2 separate regions of the Zea mays genome follow, and region 2 is linked to region 1. The links are chromatin contacts, called in public Hi-C maps. All regions are on one chromosome and are shown on one strand. Each heading gives the region's core, a stretch centred on a gene start, on an enhancer-like site or on the middle of the called end of the contact. The rest is flanking DNA. Distances are from core to core; before and after follow the strand shown.

What was found. Hi-C and Micro-C count contacts between places; a contact is called where the count stands out from the background.
Region 2: a contact with region 1 is called in a Hi-C map of ear, with 1.5 times the contacts expected there. The contact joins the promoter of LOC103627767 here to the enhancer-like site in region 1. A contact is called at or near these places in 2 of 25 Hi-C or Micro-C datasets (ear and leaf).

The regions. Positions count from the first base shown.
Region 1 is chr5:217,169,721-217,172,784 of Zm-B73-REFERENCE-NAM-5.0, reverse strand. It overlaps LOC103627764 (LMBR1 domain-containing protein 2 homolog A), which reads right to left. Exons shown (of 14, transcript XM_020538698.2): 14 at 2,042-2,968. The coding sequence ends at 2,483. Among protein-coding and RNA genes, the nearest start is that of LOC103627764, 14 kb to the right of the region's middle. Within about 2 kb of position 1,529, at least 14 of the 20 cell types and tissues checked have an H3K27ac peak or open chromatin away from gene starts, as enhancers often do. A contact at or near this core is called in ear and leaf, where this site is marked.
Region 2 is chr5:217,265,025-217,268,088 of Zm-B73-REFERENCE-NAM-5.0, reverse strand. LOC103627767 (E3 ubiquitin-protein ligase ATL31) reads right to left here and starts at 1,570. Exons shown (of 1, transcript XM_008648072.4): 1 at 1-1,570. The coding sequence starts at 1,254.

The DNA.
Region 1 (3,064 bases), core at 280-2,779:
AAAACACATATTAAGTATTGTGTGAATTTATTTTTAATTTTTGATGAGGGTGTATATGTTAGCAGATGGTGTGGCTTGTTAACATAGATAACTTGCAGATGGAAGTCATTGCATGATTGGAAGGGACCGCCAAATGAGACGAGCGCTAAGAGAGGGTGAAGCATATCATACATGATTTTCGTTGGAATCCGTCGACCTCTCTTGTAGTTGATGAAGACACCTTTTCACAGCACATATGATCTCCATGAACCACCATCCAACACCCTTTGTGAGGATGAAGCCACAAAGGAGGGAGGGCGAATAAGCATGGACACCCTCAACAAAAAAAATCGAAGGCACCCTAAACAAGGAGTCCGACGACAAAGAAGAGGCCGCCAACAGTGAGCATCAACCGAGTCAAAGAGCAAACCAGCAACAAAGGCGACCACAAACCATAGGGCCCACCTCCAACAAGGTGAATGACGCACAAGGCATCATCGAAGCCACCGTCGCCCAAGAGCCTAGGAGGGCTTTCACCCGAGGCCAACAAGGTAGTCGTCGCGAAGTTACACCAAACCAAAGAACATCAGGGTTAGTGCATAGGCCTTGGATAACTATAGCGAGGAAGAGACAGGGGTCAAGCCCGAGCACCTAGGATGAGGAGGACTAGTCATAGCCATCGAGAGCACAACAAAGCAACCAACCATACAATCCAATGGAGCGGTTTCACAACAACACCGTTAAGAGGGCTCACAACTCTCATAAGTGTCGTCGTTGTCGTCCCAACGAACTCGTCAGGAAGGCTTTTGCCCGGGACCTACTCGCACCAAATCGAACCCAAGATCGCGACAATAGCCTACGCATGCCGTCCTGAAAGCAGACAGGCATGACCACGACGACACCCGCTCTACGGGTACTAGGTGGCCATGGCTCCAGGGCTGGAATTGACTAGAGGTGATGAGGCACAGTCAAGATATCGAGGCATTGCAAGAGGTGGATCTGGCATTAAGGGCCCGGATATATAGGATGCCCGCTGACGACGCAAGAAAGATGGGGCATCGCCGAAGCATGTCGTGCCAGCTACCAGACGCAGCTACGGTGATGGGGAGGAGGGGCGACAAGGGTGAATGGTGTTGTAGTAATAACGTCTAGGGACGAAGAAGCCACGCCGGATCTAGGACGCTGCAGAGCGCGACGCATTGGCTGAGGGCTTCCTGCCTCCTAGCCCGCAACAACTAGTATGCACCTCTCCGGAGTAGAGATGACGAAATGGGCCGCGCCGACACGTTTTGGGCCCGGCCCGTCAGGCACGATTAGAAAATCAGGACGGGTCATCTAAGCCTGCGGGCTCGTTTCCCTATCTAAACCCGGCCCACATCGGGCCTAAACGGGTCGGCCTGGGCTTCGTACCGAGCTCGGATCAGACCAAATAGTGGGCTTCGTGCCGAACTCGCGGGCCTCGTGATTATTGGCCATCCATACTCCGAAGATGCTCTGCACTGTTGCGGAGAGGTGGGGGAGGTGCTGCTGGAAGCGGCCGCTCGAAATGCTGGAAGTGGCCGCTCGGAATGTCCTAGCTTTTGGTTTTGGATCAAGCTCTGACTGACGGACAGAGACAGCGATGGGAAGGGGGAAACGGACATGAACGCCCCGCCGCCGCCGTCTCTTGCAGGACCCGCACATGTTTTGCCGGCGAGCCCACTCCGGCAGCGGCAAGGGAGGGAGCGGGGGCTACTGGTGGCGACTGGCTTCAATTTTTTTATTTTAATAATAGATGATTAATCTATATTATGCTTATGTACAAGACGTATCTTCTCTGTTACATCATCCCCAATTCCTTAGTACGATTATGAAATCCTATTTATAATATATTCATGCCTGCTGGCAGTGAATTTTATTAATTCGTGTTGTGCCTTTGATCGTCCCTATTACTGTAACACGTGCACCCTACGAAAGATAACCAGTTAATGCAGTACAGATAGGTATTTTTAGGTCAAGCATCAGACAATAAGTGTCCACAAGTTATACCATCAAATACATGTCTGACGTCACACACAAACACTTTGGGTTGTATCCTCCCGATCAAGTATAGATTCAATAGTATGTTTTTACTGGTTACAACTCAAGCACGTTAATTTTCATATGGTATTGTAGGTACACATTTACAATTTTTGGCTTCCATCACATATCAGCATCTCCAATACAGTTCCAAAAAAAAGGTGAGAGAAACCAACAAGGTTACCTGAATATAGTGGTACGTAGTAGATTAGTCCCAACCCTTTTCGGCGGGAGAATTCCAAACCTTTCTGTAAAGGCTGTCATCATATCGTACTTACATTTTGCAGTTTTCCAGATGGACAGGCGTCATGAGCTTCCAGGAAGCACACCAAACCATCATCAGATCTATACATCCTGTATCTTCCTTTGAACATCTATTGCTACCAATTCTTTTAGTTTTTCTGTGTATGCATATTCTAAACCTAAAAGAATATCACAACCTATTTCATTGATCTTGGAAATGAAGATCTGTATCTCCTATGTTGTCATCATCGTCATCGTCAAGGTAATCCACAGGCACATTTGCAGGCCGCCGTTTCAACCTTTGGAATATGTCATCAAGAGATTCTGGTGAAGAGACATTCAAATTTGGAACAAATCCTGGATCTTGGCGCAAAGGAAGAAACTTCTTAGAACCCATATTTGCTTTGAAATTTTGAAAACCAATCTTCATCGAGGCCCATGTTGCAGACACACCAGTTGGTGGTACACCAGCATTGGACCCCTGCTCTGAATTTCTTTCTTCGAGCAAAGATATAGAGTTCGGTGAAATTTCCTTTCTCACTACCTTCCCTGACTGCCGGTTCTGTTCTCTAATAGAAGTGTATTTGCTGGCGATAGTCTCCCTGTTGTTTGCATACTTCAACTGGCCAGCTCTCCCGTCATTTCTGGAAGAAGTTGCCCCTACTTTCATCTCCACAGTGTTTTCAACCTACAACACAGTAGTCAAATGGAAACAGAAACCAGAAGGTACTAAGTAGGGAAAAAAGATAAAATTCAGCTGGAAATAACCCAAGGCTAAAGAAGA
Region 2 (3,064 bases), core at 321-2,820, 95 kb before region 1:
GCGAACCTGTTGCGTAGCTGACTTCTCCTCGTCCGCCGCTGCCGCCACCTCGCGGGAGCGGGACGCAGCGCCGGACACGCCGCCGCCTCCGATGCGGTCAAGGCGGACGCTGCCCTTAGCACTAGCAAGAGCGTCGGCGGCATCAACGGCGGCCACGCGCTTCCCTCTCGCCCTCGTGGACGACGAGGACGACACCTCTCCCAGCTCGGCCGAGCTGACCGTTATCCTGGACGCCGAAAAGAAGGACAGCTTCCCGGAGAAGGTCCCCGCGAGAAGCGACTGCCATCTGCTCGCCCGGCCGAGGGGGGCGCTTCGGCCGCCTCGGCTGCTTCCTTCCCCGGCTCTTCGCCCGCGACGCAGTCGCATGCTCTGCTCGCCCGCGGCGACCATCTCCCTGCGCACGTGCTCCGGCAGCCGCAGCGTGAACCGCTCCAGGTCGCGGTCGAGCCGGACGGCGAGGGAGTGTCCCGTAGAGTGCGACCGGGCGAGCTGCGTCGGGACCGGCTTGCGCCCCGACCGCGACCGCATGGCGCGCCGCTGGGTCCCTATCTGCTGCAGCTCCAGCGCCTCCTGCCGCCGCGCCTCTTCCTCCTCCTCGGTGATCACATCGATCACCACGGCCACAGGTAGCGGTCCATGCCCAGACGACACCGCGGTTTCGCTCGAGATGCTGCTCGCCACTGGGATCGGCGGGAAACTGTCGGGCCGCTGTTCATCGCTGCTGGTATCCTTGTTAGGGTCGAGGTTGCAGCGGCAGACGGGGCAGGTCACGTGGCTGGCGAGCCACTCGCCGATGCATTCCGGGTGGAAGGCGTGGCTGCACTTGGGCAAGAGCCTGAGCCGCTCCTCGTCCTCGAACTCGCTGAGGCACACTGCGCACTCGAGCGCGCCGCCCTTGCCCACCCGGAGCGCCTTGGCCTCGGCGTACTTCATGGTGGGGAAAGCCTCGACCACCTCGGCGTCCAGCCCGCGCGGCCGCCGCTGCCTCCGCGACCGCGAGATGAAGGCGTCGAAATTGGGCACGGCTCTGGCGCGGTCGTAGTCGTCCGACGTGGCCGCGGAGCCGGTGCAGTGGCGGAGGTAGACGGTGAATGAGGCGATGAACACGAACACCGCGATGACGGCGACCAGGAGCGCGATCATGGCCGTGCTGACCTGGCCCTGGCCGCCGTCATCGTAGCTCGGCTGCGCGCTGGCTGCGCCGACCGCGGACACGAGGAGCGCGGCGAGCAGCGCTTGGCCGTGGCGAGCCATGGGCGTCCTTGCGCGCGGCAGGCGGCAGTGCAGACGGCAGAGAGAGGCGAGGGCCCGGGAGACGAGAGCGGGTTGACTAGCCTGACGGTGCAGCAGGCAGTGTGGAACTATATAGACGGGGAGGAGGAGTTTGAGCCAAAAAGGTCAGGATCCCGCGGGCCGCGGCGCTCGGCGGGTCTCGCGGAAGGAAGCCGCCGGCAGGTGTTCAGCTCAGCAGCCGCGATCGGGGAGGGCCTGGAACGTTTTTTGCACGCTGAAATCTGAATTCAACGGCATGTGAATTATCTGATTGCTTATCGGGAATCGACTGAAGCGAGAATTCACATATCAGCTACAGTTAGGCCACGGCGCACGGCTGACGGGTGGGTCAATGCTAAAGCTGGCAATACAATCATCCTAACTCCCACATTAGGGCTGGTTCGTTTAAATATAATTTTATATAGATTAAATGATATTAAGTCGGTTTAAATTTATAACAAGTTAAAATACATCTAAATCTCACTCAAAATAACTGAACAAACCCTTATTGCAAAAATCAATTACACCTTGTATTTTAAGTTATAGTTCATCTTAGTTTTGTCATAAATTACGTCTCTCTAATTGTAACTATCTTTTTATAAAAAAAACTACTATAACATCTATAATTTAAAATAGATGCGCTACCGAAATATGTCTCACACATAGTTCATTAAAAGTACGAAATTAGTTCGATATTGTAGATGGTGGTAGAATTTTTTTTTCTTAAAAGATGTGTACGAAACAATTCCAATCTTCTTGACAGCACGTAAATTCATATCAGGACCCGATACATTTTAGTTTCCTATTTTAGTAATTTATAGAGTAAAATAGAAAGAAAAATGATAGATGTGTTTGAATGCACTAGAGCTAATAGTTAGTTGTCTAAAAGATGTTTATAGAATTAGCTAGCTAACAAATAATTAACTGACTATTAGATAATTTACTAAAAATAGTTAATAACTGAACTATTAGCTAGATTGTTTGTATGTATTTAACTAATTTTAGTAGCTAACTATTAGATCTAGTGCATTCAAACACACACTAAAAATCAATACTCCCTCCATTTCGTTTTAGTTGTCGGTGAATAGTGTAAAATTGAAGTATCAACGACAACTAAAAAGAAACGGAGGGTACTTAGAAACCAAACACATCCCTTAACTATTTGTCATTGTAAAGATTGCCACCTCTTTAAATCTCCTTCCCGAAATGTCTCTCACGTGGTAAATGTACAAAAACAACTTCAAATGTGCAGGGGCCGCTGCTTTAAGAAGTTAAATTTCCTTCCAAAGTCATGTTCGTTATGAGGTCGGTCTTGCACAAGTTTTACCCTGACGCTCAACAAACGTACGGTAAGACTCTCCACGAGTGGTCAAGGCGACAGCCGGACCAAACATCACATATTAACCGCGTGTAAAACCAGTGTAACCCTCTTGACGGATCGACCAGGCGAAGGCTGTGGAATTCCAGCATGGACATCAGGTTTCAGAGCACTTGACTTCTCCGACAACGACGCCTGTTCCGTCAACGTCAGTCGACCGACGCGTCAGTGCTCAGCCGAAGCCCATCACCCAGACGAAGGGTTCAGATCAGACGAGAGGACACGAGTACAGGTCGGGTCAGCGCCAGCCCAGTAGTCCGGCAAGTGCAAGTACTCCGTACACGTACGCTGCTAATGGCAAAAAATATAACCAACGCCCACCCATAACCAAATCTAATAACTTTGATATTTATCTCACACCCACCAAAAAATATAAGAAGGAAATTAAACCCAACCCATATTATTAACTCTAAA